2 separate regions of the Hordeum vulgare genome follow, and region 2 is linked to region 1. A link is a contact called in public Hi-C data. All regions are on one chromosome and are shown on one strand. Each heading gives the region's core, a stretch centred on a gene start, on an enhancer-like site or on the middle of the called end of the contact. The rest is flanking DNA. Distances are from core to core; before and after follow the strand shown.

Region 1 (3,553 bases), core at 396-2,895:
ATATCGTTAGAGACTTAAAGGTATGTGTTCTTATTAAATAAAAATGAAATGACTCATGGCAGGCATGACCTCCATTTTACTAGGAATTATAGAGAACATTGAATTAGTGTCTAAAGTCTAAAACTATAACCATGATGGTGCAAGTTAGAGCTTTATACACCTCCATTCCTAATTATAAGATGTTTTGGATATTTCAATATGGACTACATACTTACTAAAATGAGTGAACAAACACACTAAGGCCCCACCTGGATTGACGTTTTCCACCAAAATACATCCGCAAAACATTGCTCCGTAAGAAAAAGTCGTATGAGTTTGTTGCAAGTGCTTGGTTCGTCATATTGGGTCTTGTATTGTTTACGCTGGTATCCCCTGTTACGTTCGCATGCGGCCAGTTTATGATACACGCCTCTACCCATCGTTTCTTTTCCACGCGGAAATCTTCTGTGGCCGGTATTATATGCCGGTAAACTAAATCCGGCCGTCTAATGTTACACTGATGCCAAGCGGGGCCTAAAATGCGTCAATATATGTCTGATTCTGAAAAAAGTTAAAACATCTTTATTTGGAATGGAGGGAGTACTAGTTACACCTTATTCCCCAGACAAGCAGTTTTAATGAGACAGAATATTACCCTTGAAGTATCTGATTGTTTTACTTGATCGCCACAATCATGCGATTTATTGTATTTGATTATCTCTTAGGTTACAGTTCCGCCAGGGCTTAGCAACGAATTTTCTACAGTGGGTTAGCTTCGGTCGCTAGCAGCAAATTAGTAGGAAATAAACATCCAACACATGTCCTACTTCACAAGCTAGCTCGCTTTCTCTTTACCAGTTACATTTATCAGGTCGGTTGTCCAGCTGATACATTAGTTTCGGAACATGTTGATGCCAAAATCTCATGAAAATTAACATAGACAGTTATGAAGGGAAGGGATCGCTACAGGAAGAAATCATAAGCTTACCTCAATTCCATCCCCGTCCGCTTGTCCGGCTCCATCCTGGCCGGCATCAGAGGAGGGGGCGGCCTTGAATTCCCAACCGTCATCTCCAAACCCGTCATCGTCCCCCTCCTCCAGCGCACCCGGCTCTGGTGCTTCGGGGGTGGGCGGAGGCTGAGATCCGTAGAGGCCGACGATGAGGTCCTTGAGATCTGCAGGGCTCGAGGCTTTGGATCGGAACGACGGTGCCCGCTGGTGCACCCTGGACGTGTGCGGGGGCGGCCCGACAGGCACTTCATCCTTCTCCTCCTCCTGCTCCTCCTTGTCACCGGCTCCAAACAGGGATAGGGGAAGCGGGCCCCGGGGCTTCTGCCAGGCGCCGGCGGCTGACTTCCCGTCCGTAGGCGGGATGGCGGGTGCGGACAGGCCATCCGGGTCGAATCCGAGGGAGCTCGCCACAAAGTCGCCCCAGTCGTCGTCGAAGGCCGCGAAAGCAGCCGGCTGCGGAGCCGGGGGTGCAGGATGAGGCGCAGCGGGTGCGAAAGCGAAGTCCCCGAAATCGAAGTCGTCGTCGAGGAAGGGGGCCGGAGGCGGCGGGAACGCGACGGCGTCCATCGGGGAGGGTTGGTTGGGGCGGGCGCCGGGAATGGGAAGGGGGAGGCGAGTCCCTTCTGGCAAAGGCAATGGTACCGGAAGCAATTATGCTAGGAAAATGTTCGGATTTTCCTTTTTGTTTTCTGAGGGGAGGATTTTCCTTTTCTAAGAAGGGAAAGTTTATGGGTAAACTGCCATATTGCCGTCTGATGGGGAAATTCTCAAGTGATGGTTGAGTTGCCTCCAGCTAACGATTTGTTCGCTATGGCGTGTGTGCTAATAAATTTGTTCGCTATGGTGTGTATTAATAAATTTGTTCGCTGCCTCTACAAATTGCAGTAGTAATAAATTTATCGATAAAAATATATTATATTATGAAAATATTAATTACACTCAGCCTTAGGTCCAACAAGACATAGAAAGACATAAGGATGCACACAATTAAAAAAATAAAAAGAGGCACCATCGCAATACTCGCAACAGCAATACTCTAACCACCATCAAAGACAATATCCGGACTAGAGAAAGGGTTCTTCAAAAACAAGAAAGAAACAATGTACAAACATCGTTGTCGCCCGATCAAGGATCTTGATTTTTCACCCTTGAGAGAGACCGAGATGCAAAAACAATGCCTTCGCAAGACCATTGCTACGTACAAGCAATAAAGGCCGGACCTTGGGCTTTCACTTTGGAGATCACGACTCTATACTCGAGAAGCACCCCCAAAAATGCTGACCACTTCTATTGCCACTCCCACCTGCCAATACCATCGCTGCAAGTCCTGAACACCCGACACAAAGGAAAAAAAACTTGTGCTGTCATTCTTCAACGCAACCAAAACTCCTCTTCGCCATTACAAGTCTTCATCGTAGCCACCACGATTTTCTTCACCATTGTCCATGTCGTGGAAATCTATACTTAAACATGTCACATGGCATTGGCAAGACAACAAAGCTTCGCGCCACGCCCTTATGAAGCCTCTCTGACCAAAGATGAGGGCGTGTCCGATCGGATCAATTCTGATCTAGATATCCAGTGGCACCTTGCGCCAAAAGCTGAGATCTTTGAAAGGAACCCGTCAGTGTCCAGATCAAGGAGGTCGGCATACATCAGATCAAAGAAAGTTATGGAGCACGAAGAATAGCAGGGCCAACCACCAGAAAACTCTCATGGATCCTGTCGGGCCTGATCTAGGCAGTGCCCTCGACGGCCATGCTTGAAGCATGGCACACCGTCGCATCACATCCACAACAGCGCACCCACGCCGTTGTAACGCCCAAGATGCGATTCTATCCTTATTTTTGGTTTGGCTTGAGAGCCTCGACGGGGATATAAACGCATCTCGTCGTTTTGCCAAAATGGGTATGTTACAAGTACATGTACAGAAGAGATGAGCATATGGAATTGACTTACACTCGCCACGAGCTACAGCATGAACACATCAATACAAAAATACATTCAAACATCATGTAAAAGAGAAGGGTCCGACTACGGATGAAATCAAACAATAAAACGACGTCCATCCTTGCTATCCCAGACTGCCGCGTGGAACCCATCCTAGATTGATGAAGAAGAAGAAGAAGAAACTCTAAATAGAACAATCATCGCGTTCACGTCAAAGTATCACTTTACATGTAGCTGCAACTATTGTTGTAGTAATCTATGAGCCACAGGGGACTCAACAATCTCATTTCCAAACGTATCAAGACTAGCAAAGCTTGATGGGTGACATATGATTAAGTGGTGTGGTTGTAGCAAGCGACTAAGCATTTATTGAAGTAGCTAACATACCAGTACAAGAATAAGAGGGGGTGATCTACGCATAACGGGCGTGAACTAATCATGATCACGAAGTGATCCTAAACACCTACTTACGTCAAACATAACCCCATTGTGTCCTCTTTCCGATGCAGAACTCACGAGAATAGACAGTCACGGTTAGGCACACAGTGCGCATATTTTTATTAAGTTTACTTCAAGTTTACTATGACCGAGTGTTAAGCAAAGTTTTCAAGT
Region 2 (3,553 bases), core at 573-3,072, 240 kb before region 1:
TCTCCTAGATTGGTTAGGTGTCGCTTGGGAGCCTTCAAATCTTGTGGATTTGAACCAAGAAGTTTGTAAGGGCAAGGCGATCGCCTACTTCATGAAGATCTATCCCGAATGAGGCTAGTCCTTTGTGGACGTAAGCCATGGTGGAATAGGCAAGGTTGCTTCTTCGTGGACCCTTTGTGGGTGGAGCCCTCCGTGGACTCGCACAGTCGTTACCCTCCGTGGGTTGAAGCCTCCATCAACGTGGACGTACGATAGCACCGCTTATCGGAACCACGTAAAAAAACTCTATGTCTTCATTGCGTTTGATCTTCTTACTCTACCATCCTTTATGTTTCTTGCGAATGCATGATGTTTACTTTTCGCTGCTTGATATCTAGATATGGATATGTATGAACCTCTGGATGCAACTTAACTTGTGTAAAATCTGCGTAAATCTCAAGCAAATAAAAAACTGCTCATATATCTTGTCAAGTGTCTATTCACCCCCTCTAGATGCCACTTCTCGATCCCACACAGTTGCCGTGATGATCCTGTATGGCAACAATGCGATTTCCATGTAGGAGTGTGTGGGTGAGTGGAGGTTCGTGCGATGGAGGTGTTGGTTGGCAACGACCAGCTGCGTTGGAGGCAAACTTGTGTTGCTCCGGGCGAAAGCCTGACCGGTGCTTGCCGGCTGGTGGCGGCGCCGCCTGTGGGGATCGTTTTCCTTCTCAAAGATCGAGCTATTCAAGTAACAACAAAGATCCTGTTGTAGGATCAGGCAACAACCTCATTTTCAACATTGCTCTTTCTCTCTTGAGGGGCAACGTCTTAAAGATCTTGATCCCTCTTGCACTTCCTTGGGGCTGGACGTGCACAACATTGTGGTTGGCAAGTGCCCGGTCGATGATGCGGATGTGGTGTTGCCACTTGAGTGGTGATGACGATGGTTGCAAGATGAGCAGAGTTGTGGCTTGCCTTCGTCGTCAACCGTTTGTCATGTTCGTGAGCATGAAGTCGAAGTTGCGGCTTTGCGGGGAGACATTGCGGCATCGATGCCAAGTGACATGCATATTGGACTCTATTGTGCAAGGCGTGCTCGTTTTCTTCTATGAGGCTCGTCATCAAAGTGAGAGTTGCCTCGTCCTCGATGCGTGCGGTTGATTGTTTGACTTTGGTCGGTAAAGTTCTCGTGTACCGTTTACTCGGAGATGTCTTAACGGGTCGCTCGCGGTGAATTGTGAGTCAATTGCTTGTGGAGAGGTGATGACGATGACATAACAGTCAACCTCAACGTTGTCCTTTCCTCAAAGGTGTATGCGGGTCTTGGTGTCAGGTCTGTCAGATGCCCTTCTTTCTCGACGTGTTGTAACGATTTTCGTGTGGGATTCTGTTGAAGAGGTATTTTCAACGTGTTTTAATGAATTGGATTTTGAAGGATGGCGTTTTAAAAAGGAAATAGTTTACTCGATTTGGAATTACAGATTGGGGATCGTGAGGCAATATTTAGTCGCAAGAAATGGTGGCTTTCTACCGTCACAAACATTGTTCTCCAAGAAACAAAGAACGAGAACAACGGTCCCACCGACGCGACCTGCAGCGGAAGAGAATGAGAAACGAGTCAAAACTTGTTGGAAAAGTCAAAGGTTTTGCCCCCGCTCATTCTTTCCGCCCGGCTGGTTCACGGGTCCGGGTCGGGCCGCGCCGGTGTCCGGCCCATGGCAGTAGAAAAAACAGGCGGCGGCCGTCAAAACCCGCGTGTCGCTGTACCACCTCTTCGGCCCACCGGAAGCCACATGCCGCCTCCTGGCTCGCGGCCGCGGGGTTAATAAAAAGGGAGAGAAGAACGGAGGGGAGGAGGAGGAGGAGCATCCTGCACCGCATCGCACTAGGTCTCGAACATTCCTCTTTCTCTTCATTGCCTTGCTTGGGGAAGAAGAAGAAGAAGAGGGCAAGCGCCCCCGCCTCCCGTCGCCGTCGCCACCCCTCGCCGCCGATCTGAACTCAGGAGCCAGCCAAGATGCATTCCACCAATCTGCTCCTCGAGGAGCCCATCCGGATGGTCTCCATCCTCGAGCCGTCCAAACCGGTGAGCGCCCATCCCCCGCCCTACGCTTTGCTTCCTCTCCCCCCCTCTCTCTCTCTCTCTCTCTCTCTCTCTCTCTCCGTCGGATTTGATGATCTGCGCGGGGATCAATCCCTAATTGCGGCCGCCCGTCTCTCCTTATCGGTCTTGGATCAGACCTTGCTGATGTTTTTCTTTTTCTAAATCAGAACTTCTTCCCGGCGATGACGAAGATCGTGGGGACGCTGGGTCCCAAGTCCCGGTCCGTTGAGGCCATCTCCGCCTGCCTGAAGGCCGGCATGTCTGGTTCGTATAATCCCATATCTTTCTTCTGCAACAGCGGAGAGTGTGTCCTTCTCTTAATCGTTTTTCTTCTTCTTCTAAATCCAACAAGGATTTTCTGTCATTTTTTCTTGCAGTGGCACGTTTCGATTTCTCGTGGGGGGATGCCGCGTACCACCAGGAGACACTCGAGAACCTCAAGATCGCCATCAAGGCCACCAAGAAGCTATGCGCTGTAAGTGCCGTCACAACCAACGGTGATTTGTGGCCATAAGTCGTGATGAAATCAACTTTGCATATCAACTTTGCCTACACACACCCAAACATGCCACTTAAGAGTGGATCTGATGCTAGCTAGGTGAAATATGTTCTGTGGAGCTTGACTTTTGGGTATTTTTTTTGGATAGGTTATGCTTGACACTGTTGGCCCCGAGTTGCAAGTGGTGAACAAGAGTGAGGTCACAATCTCGCTTGAAGAGAACGAGTCTGTTGTTCTCACCCCTCACAAAGGCCAGGAGGCCTCTTCCAAATTGCTCCCTATCAACTTCTCTGGACTCGCCAAGGTAAAACCATTCTCTATATCATCTCCCTGAATCTCGAACTTTGTATTTACTTGCATGTGACGGTAGCTGTAAGCAGATCCACAGTTGTCTGTCTGTTTTATAATGTTTGTCATTTGTTGTCGCACTAAAATGTCCACTCGTATCTCCGCATGGATTAAATCTGAGCTATCCTTTGTTCTTTGCAGGCTGTGAAGCCCGGAGCCACAATATTTGTTGGGCAATATTTGTTCACGGGCAGTGAGACTACATCAGTTTGGCTGGAGGTAGAAATCTTTGACATCCTACAATGAAGCGTTTTTCCATATTTGATGTGCTATTATGCATGTTACATGTCTTTCTTAGTGTGGTTCACCAATTTCTGATACCAAAACTCTCAACTGCCTGATGCAGGTTTCTGAAGTTCAAGGGGATGACGTGGTTTGTGTGATCAAGAACTCAGCTACCCTGGCTGGGTCACTCTTCACATTGCACTGCTCCCAGATCCATATCGACATGCCCACGCTGTCTGATGAGGATAAAGATGTAAGGAACTCCCAAGAATATCTCTTCCTCCTTCTATTCTCCCCTTTCTTAGAACTTGGCGACTAGACGTTAAATGTTATGACTTCATGAGCATGCACCACTTTCAGGTTATGAAGAAATGGGGTGCTCCAAACAAAATTGA

What was found. Hi-C and Micro-C count contacts between places; a contact is called where the count stands out from the background.
Region 2: a contact with region 1 is called in a Hi-C map of leaf, with 2.9 times the contacts expected there. The contact joins the promoter of LOC123399664 here to the promoter of LOC123452592 in region 1. A contact is called at or near these places in 2 of 6 Hi-C or Micro-C datasets (leaf and seedling) and 1 of 1 datasets of contacts at active chromatin or transcription factors (embryo).

The regions. Positions count from the first base shown.
Region 1 is chr5H:280,269,630-280,273,182 of MorexV3_pseudomolecules_assembly, reverse strand. LOC123452592 reads right to left here and starts at 1,645. Exons shown (of 9, transcript XM_045129271.1): 1 at 968-1,645. The coding sequence starts at 1,558.
Region 2 is chr5H:280,513,605-280,517,157 of MorexV3_pseudomolecules_assembly, reverse strand. LOC123399664 (pyruvate kinase 1, cytosolic) reads left to right here and starts at 1,822. Exons shown (of 16, transcript XM_045094057.1): 1 at 1,822-2,068; 2 at 2,254-2,350; 3 at 2,464-2,561; 4 at 2,734-2,889; 5 at 3,075-3,152; 6 at 3,280-3,411; 7 at 3,519-3,553. The coding sequence starts at 2,000.